2 separate regions of the Anas platyrhynchos genome follow, and region 2 is linked to region 1. The links are chromatin contacts, called in public Hi-C maps. All regions are on one chromosome and are shown on one strand. The core of a region is the stretch at or near the end of the contact, and the rest is flanking DNA. Distances in the headings are between cores, read along the strand shown.

The links. A called contact is a pair of places that touch in the nucleus more often than the background predicts.
Region 2: a Hi-C map of liver shows a contact between it and region 1, with 4 times the contacts expected there. The contact joins two enhancer-like sites. A contact is called at or near these places in 4 of 8 Hi-C or Micro-C datasets (F5 follicle, liver, skeletal muscle and 1 more).

Annotation. Positions count from the first base shown.
Region 1 is chr2:143,607,577-143,611,460 of IASCAAS_PekinDuck_T2T, reverse strand. No RefSeq gene overlaps it. Among named protein-coding and RNA genes, the nearest start is that of JCAD, 16 kb to the left of the region's middle. Within about 2 kb of position 1,835, at least 1 of the 8 cell types and tissues checked has an H3K27ac peak or open chromatin away from gene starts, as enhancers often do.
Region 2 is chr2:143,677,640-143,681,523 of IASCAAS_PekinDuck_T2T, reverse strand. LOC140001624 (a long non-coding RNA gene) reads left to right here. Exons shown (of 5, transcript XR_011807067.1): 2 at 1,553-1,612; 3 at 2,230-2,361; 4 at 3,112-3,207; 5 at 3,824-3,884. Among named protein-coding and RNA genes, the nearest start is that of JCAD, 54 kb to the right of the region's middle. Within about 2 kb of position 1,858, at least 4 of the 8 cell types and tissues checked have an H3K27ac peak or open chromatin away from gene starts, as enhancers often do.

The DNA of each region.
Region 1 (3,884 bases), core at 586-3,085:
AAAAGAGAAGATAAGAGTTTGGTATTTATTATTATCATTGTTAAATAGGCAGTTAATTAGACAACATCTCAGATCTTAAGAGTGTTAAATCAAAGACACTGGCTTGCTTTGCCTGTGAGCTGGGGAGCACCACCCCGACCTGGTCATGCCAGGCATGGGGTCCCATGGGGAGCGTGCCCCCGTCGGTCACTGGAGGGAGGAAAATAGGGGCTGGTGTGCAGGGAACAGCCACAAACCAGCAGGACTGGCACACAGAGGCTGCCTTACCTGCAGTCATCTTGTTTTGTGACGGACTCACAGGGATGGGCACAAATAGAAGCAGTGTGATCGAGCTGGTGGTGCTCTCGGTTTGGATTCTGCTCTCTTCCCAGTTATTTGGGGAGGTGTGACAGCTTTATAGGAACCCACATCAAGCCCTAATGGCCCTCTTTGAGGCAGACATGCGTAACTGACATAACAATGTGATTTACTTGGCAGAAATCATCCTTCTTTTGTTTTGCCTTGTATTTCAGGAACAGTTGTAATTACACACACCAGGAAATGACTGGAGGACTAAAGGTTCAAACCCAGGAGCTCTGTGCTCTGAGAAGGCAGCCAGAGGAATGCATTTCCCCAGCCCCACGTTTTACTGCTTTGTTGTGCTGGTGGAGCTTCTCTGTGCAGGTGAAGCAGGTTCGGAAACACTTCACTGCCATCAGCTGAGGGAGAGGCAGTGCGGGATGATAAAGGTGGCAAAACTAATGGGGAAAAGTTCACCAGAAGCACAGGTGTCTGTCAAAACCAGGCAAGAAAGAAAAAATGATAATAATCGGCAGTTGTATGGCAATGACTTTCTGTTGTATTTATGTATATATCCCACTGTAATTTTGAAGCAATTCAGATTTGCAAACAGACTTTGGTCCCCACCTGCTCATCCTCACCTCTCCCCAGGATTGTTCCACCACCGACCCAGGGAGCTACAAGAAGCTCGGCTCAAACCCCGTGGCTGTACTTCGTGTTTTATGTATTTACATGGGAACACCTAACAGCCTTCAGAGGCAGGTTTTATGAACATTGAGGGGAATGGCAGTGCTGGACGCTAGGGCTGGAGGCGAGAGGGCTGGAGGTGACAGGATGTGGTAGAACAGGGCTCGTGGGGACAGGATTGGGGGATCAGGGCTGGCTTTCTAGGTCTCAAAGGCAGGTGGCTCCAATTTGGATCTGTGCTGCTCACTCTGAGGCACCTGATGCCACCTGGAGCACTTTGGCATCACCAGTCTTTCTGTGTGATCTTTCCAAACATGCAAACCATCCACTTGCTGAGCTTTCATCTCTTTTTTGTTTCCTCTCGTTCTGCCTGTTGCTTGCCCACCCGGTGGCAGTGGCAATTCCTGCACCACCAGTATGCACAGAGGCTGGGATAAGGTGTAGCCAGGCACCCTGGCTTGGGAAAGAAGAGGAAACCTTTTCTTCCTCTTCTGAGGAACACCAGGCACACCGGGGACAGAGCAGAGACCCATCCATGACCCTGCTGCAAGCAAGGACTGCTCCGAATTTGCAGAAGCAGCAAAATGCCCCAAGAGCTGATGAGGAACAGAACGGGATCCTCTTGTCTTGGTCAGCTTGGTGGCTGCTTGTCCACAGTGCCCTAGAGAAAGGCCTGGGAGGGAACAGGAGCTTTCTGTTGAGCTGAGAGCATACACAAAGGACGGCCAGGAAAAAGCCTCTCTGAGAGGAAAACCTGGAATAGAACAGAGAAGGGAAGTGGCTGAGGGTCTGGGGGAAGCAGGGGAGGAGGCACGGGCTCAGCCAGCCATCCACGTAGCTGTCCCCAGCGGCAGGAAGCAGCGCTGGTGTCCCTGCAGCTGCAGACACCCACATCTGCCCCGGGGAGAGGAGGAAGCCAGCTGTGCACAGCCCCGCGGGCAGGAAGGCAGCGTCTTCCTGCAGAAACCCTCCGTCAACAGCCCGCCTCTGCCTGGGGCTCTCCCAGCAGATTTTCCTCTCTGAGAGCTGGGGAAACCCAGTTCTGGTCTCGAGTCAGCACAGTCTCCCTTTGGGTTTCATTTCCGAGGCCCGTCACGGTGTGTTGGACGAGGCACCTGGGCAGCTGAGCAGCAGCGATGCAGCCTGGTGATGGGGGATGAGCCCCGGGAGCAGGTCGTGCTTCTCCAGGTGGTGGCTTTTGGCCAACGTGGAGTTCAAATGGACCCCGGAGCTCTCCACGGACACAAACAAGGCAGTAAAAATAACCCCTGGAAGAATGAACCGTGTCCCGAACATTGTTTTACCATTTAGGTAGCCCTAATCTGCAGCTGGGAAGGGCAAGGTATTGTTGTCAGGGCTTTCCACATGCTTGCAGGAAAAACAAGGGAAGGGTTTGGGAAGCTGTAAGGTCCGAGGGAGGATGATGGGTGTAACTGGAAGGAGATATGACGCCACTTGGTGAAGTAGTTTTGAGGATCTCGGTGTGTTTTTGTAGTTTGTGAGAGCCGAGCGAAGAGGGCTGGGATCGCTCGGGTGGGTCTCATCTGACCAAACAGAGATATATTTAGGCTGCCTTTAAAGTCAGTGAGAAGGAACAAGTGCCCTCAAAACACCCGATTCCTTGCCCGAGTGTGGAGCCCGTGACCTGCTCCGCTGGAGACATCCACAGTGTGGATATCCAGAGGAGGGCAACGCGACTCCTACCACACACGATGATAAACAGAATAAAGAGGTGACCGGGGAGCCTGGAGCATGAGTGTGGCCAAATCTGGAGCTGGATGCTGAGGGAGAGGGATTTTAGATCAAAAGGAAGATGCTTTAGGAGCTGAGGTTAACTAAACATGAGAACGGTTTAGCATAGGCTGGGGTGGGTTTTCAAAACGCAGAGATTTTCCTATAATGCATTTTTAAACAGAAATACTCCAGTTCAAAGGCAAACTAATTCAGGGAAACTCCAGCCCAAGCGGCATGTGAAGTCAGAGTAAATGTTTACAACAGCCTCCTCCAGCCCTGCTTTCTGTGAATCTAACTGGCAAACCGAGGACAGGTTTCACCAGCTTTAGCGCATTTTTTTTTTTTTTTTCAGGTTTGCATCTTGTCGCACCGCAGCGATGGGAAGTAGATCTGATAGGCATTAGTCATGCTGAGCTCACCACGGCTCAGCTTTCCGTCCCTGCCACTCCCTCACCGGGGCTGGCAGCGAGCAGGAGATCTCGCTTTGCTTGGATGTTCAAGGCTGCACCAGGAAAGCAATTATTTTCCAAGGGAAGTGACTGAAGTCATTCAGAGTTTTGCTCCGCAGAGCAAAAGGGGCTGCAGTTGAACCTGGGATGTTGTGGAAATCCTGGGCAGTGCCTATCTTCTGCACCGGGCCACCACCTGCTTTTCCTCATGCAGGCAACTGCTGCTCACCCGTACGCGGGAATGGCACCGAGCTGGGCTAGGAGGAGGCTGAGATCAGCTTCACAGAAGGTCAGTCATGCATCTTTTCCAGGCCGGGCCCTACAGGCACATAGCTTAGAAAGGATTGAACTGAAAAAGGTGCCTTAGCCAGGGCAGTGAGGAAGCCCACACAGGGCAGCTGGCCCAGAAGCAGGGGTCCTGCACCGCACGCGTGCCGCTGCCACATCGCGTTAGTTAAGCCCTCCCAGCAAGGTTTAAGGAGCCAAACTGCAGGCTCCCTCATGAGCTGTCTTCATGTCACGGTTTTCTGGCTTAAAAGCGGAAAAAGAGAAGGGTTTGTGGCAGCAGGGACATCCCTCTGCCTTAACCCTTCATTTGAACACCCTGTGCGCAAAGCGTTTTGCTGTGATTTTTTCTTTTCTTCTGCCTTTTGATTGATTAATTTTTTTATTTTATTTTATTGTGTTTAATGGGGGAGACATTTCACAAATCCTCTTTTTAAATTTGTATGACTA
Region 2 (3,884 bases), core at 609-3,108, 70 kb before region 1:
CAAAATGTCATAACCCTGCCACTTCAAATGATGAGCTGGCTAGGTCACCGTGCTGTTTGCTCAGTGGGTTTCAGGTTGCCGGTTGTTGCTGTAGTGAAACTGAGGCTGAAGGCAGTACCTAGGGCAGCAGCGCCTAAATACTCTGCAGGCTAAATAGGGTAGCAAAGGGGTGAGAGAGGCTGAAGCTCACCAGTTAGGGCAACAAGTGTCCACCCAGTCCTTCCTAAAGTTTGGCTGTTAAAGCAATGATAAAGAAAGATACAGTTTACTCTTTAACTACAGTGCTGCAGAGCTCAGATGCAGTGTAGCTCCTCAAAGGGATCTAAAGTGATTCTAAAGTGATTTTGTTGTTGTTTGTTTGTTTTATTTTTTTTATTATTTTTTTTTGGTAAACATTTGCCTTGATCTTGCTTATCTGTGCAAGAAATGCTCTTATTTCTAGGGGTAAATTAAGGGAGTTGGCTTCCTATCAGCCCCTTTCCTTTCTGCATCATTTCCCCAAGGTGTGCCACTCCTGCATGAGCAGTGCAAGGGGATTCCCAGGGGCTGTTTTTCTTTGCACCTGACAAGATTCAAAGCAGAACAGGGAGAGAGCATGCAACTTTAACTGAATTTGGGCATGCACACCACCATTACCCTGCAAAGGTCAAACATGCTCTAGGGCTGTGAGAGTTCAGTGAGAGAGATAAAGAAGATGAGGTGTGTGTTGTGTAAGATAAGAGCAAGGGGTTTTATTTAATTAGCAAAGGGTCAGGGCTCTGTGGACAAGGGTGAATGACCTGGCAGCTCCCAAACTGGTGCTGGAGAGGAGGCGCAGAGCCCTTCAGCAGGTTTCTGGCTGCCTTAGCAAAAAAAGCTTCTGAGTGAGGGCTGAGCAGCATCCACTCACATCCACTGATTTGCAGGGTTGTTGTGAGTGCCGACAGATTTCCTCGGAGGGAGCGTGAGCTCTGTTGGCCAGCCTCTGTCCCTGCATGGTGGCAGACAGCAGGGCATCTGCCAGCCTGAAGCGTGTCAGGATTGCTGGCTGGCTGACATCCAGGGCTGGAAGCAACAGGCTGCTCCCTGCCAGCGTGGGCCAACATCAGCCTCGATACTGCTGCCCTCCTCTTTGCAGGGAGCGGGTGCTGGTGGGTGGGAGCAAGCACAGAAAGGTCTCTGCTCTTGTACCTGTAGCAAATGGGACAATTCTGCTGCTTCTAGAAAAAAAAAAAAAAAAGTCTTAAACTGTATGTATGCAGTGATGCAAGGACCAACACTAAGATGAAGGGGAGGAACACCACCAGCAAAAATAACAGCAAGTGGATAGAACTGAATGCCTGCCCTTTCCTACCCACAGAGGAAAAATAAATAAATAAATTGATTTCTAGGCTAAAAATGGGTGGAAGCTGGGATTATTGCCAGACTAAAAGTTTTAATACTTAAAGGAGGTAGGGAGGGGGAAGGTATAGTGAGTTCAGAGTGTCTGGATGATGGAAAGAAGAGGAGAGTAAAACTGCCACAGTGATTTCCACGTGCAGCCTCCCCAGTGCTGTCTTGTCTTGTTCCACAGGTCGATTTGTGACAGGTGAGGAGCACCAGGATGAATCCAGCGTTCATCCACAGCCTATGTGTGAGTATGACAGTAAGGGCTAACCTGTTCCTGAGCCTTTGACAAAAGACAGACCTGCACGTTCTAACCATGAGCAGCCTGCACTTTTGCCTGAAAAGGATAGGTGGGGGTTTCATTTGTTTTGTTTTTTAATATTAAAATGATAGCTTAGCTCTCTTGAAGTCTTATCAGCACAGATACAGAGCATGCCATTCGTTACTGCAGCACAGCCAAAGTAAACTACCCCAGCGCCGTATCAAGTTGTGCAAAGGGAGTGGGAAATGCTCTGATGTGGAGTGGAAAATGCTGTGACACGGTAGGTTTACCCAGTGCAAATGGGCTGCTTGCCAGTAAAGGAGGAACCGACAATCACACAGAGGCAGAACGTACCCTAAAGGTAGCAAACACAGAGCACAACCTGGAAACGTGTGACCTAGGGTTTATGAAGATCTGAGCAAGTGTGGATGGGGAAAGCAATTTTTTTTTACAAGTAAATGTGTGAAAGTTAATGACAATTTCTGTACCTGCTGCTGTAACAAGCCAGCCACAATGTCAGGTTTTAATGTAGGGAAGCAGCAGCCCCCTGGAGAATACCTGCAGCCTTTTATCACTTCACCAATACATTTATCCCTCTCAAGGCGATGCAGACATCAGAGCACACGCTTGGTTTTGCTCTGTAACAACATCAACATCACAGAGGAGCGTATCCATGCAAAATCTTTATTTGGAGAATGTCTCCTGTGGGACAGCAGCACCCCTCCAGTTTACAGGTAAGCACAGAAGCACGGTATTTGCATTGTACAGAAAAAAAATACAAAGAAAATTCTTAAAATGCATTCATCTGCTGACATAATATAAACACTATTGAAACTGCTTGCCCCCGTTTTCTTTTTATCCCTCCAGCTCTCTGCCCTTGGGCTACCTAGAGCAGAAAGCTGTGGAAATGAGCTGGTATTAGTTTTGGAGATAGGCCACAGCAGCTTGAAAGTCAGTATGGAGAGTTATCCGCAGTGTGTAAGGAAAAAGGCACAAGGGTACTCTGCCTGTTTTCCTTACAGGTTAGGAACAGCTTTTGGAATAGTTCTGATTATTTTCTCTGCCAGTCCAGCTCTGGAAGGAAGGCTGAGATTGCTGCTGCTCGCGGTGGAAAGTTCCTCCTTCGTTTTATAATCTGTATGTTATTGTGGTTTCTCCTGGCTGGGAAACTTCATTTTTATTTCTAATCTCAGCCATGTGTCAGTCAGTTCTAACTTAAGTTCCCTTCACCCTCTCCCTGCTGAGCAGCTCTGCAAGCCATATTGCAAACATATTTTCAGCATGGGTGGGAGGTAGCATTGTGGTTTGGGGCTTTGCTATTGATATCAGGATTTCCCTTTTTCTTTGTTTCAAACATTTTTTCCTTTAAAAATAGAGTTGATGGTAAACAGCTTTCGTTTAGCTCCCAGGGGGAGGCAGAGTGAACACTTTTTCATGCAAGTTTGAATGAAAACATGAAGTCACAATTTCCCAACTTTTCTAAGGGATTCAATGGCATAATCATCTCATGAAATCTCCAGCTTCATTCTTTACTGGGACTGTGCAGAAGAATACAAGTTTAAACTCCGTGGTCGACACCTGTAAGTAAATCTCATTCCAGTAAATTAGGACTGCAGCATCGTGACTTATTGCCCGGGGCATGAAATTAGGGGGGTGTTTGATCCTTAACCAAGAAAATATCAGCGTCCTGCAAAAGGACAGCTTTACAGGAAACATTCAAAAGGCCAACAATTAAAAAGCTCATTTATTTCATCTGATGGCTCCTGTCAAGTACAGATGTGCTTCTCAGATACACTTTCTTAATCAGATTGTGAGCTTGGACAAAATGCCTACCTTGCAATTGCAAGAACTGCTATTTAAAATGCAAGAACATCTCACTTGTACTTTTCTCCCAATTGCTTTTCTTTTGAAAAGGGGCAATGAAGAAAATATCAACGCTTTAACCAGCCCAGAAAGTCCACTATTGTAAAACTAACATTCAGCTGGCTGGCTGTGTGCTAAAGGCAACAGAGTATTGACCCAAGATATTAATACTGATTTATGATATTAAACAGAAATATTTCACTAAACTCAAATATTTATATAAATAAGCTCTATGGGACTGGCTATTTTCAAAGGGTGCCCACTTGACAGATTAATTGTATTACTTGACCACTTTAAGCACATATTGTCCTTTTTTTATTTTTTATTTTCCAGCAGTTGGCTGTTTCAGTGTATAGAAGCTCCCATCAGCCTTTCATTTTTACGTGTTCCATCA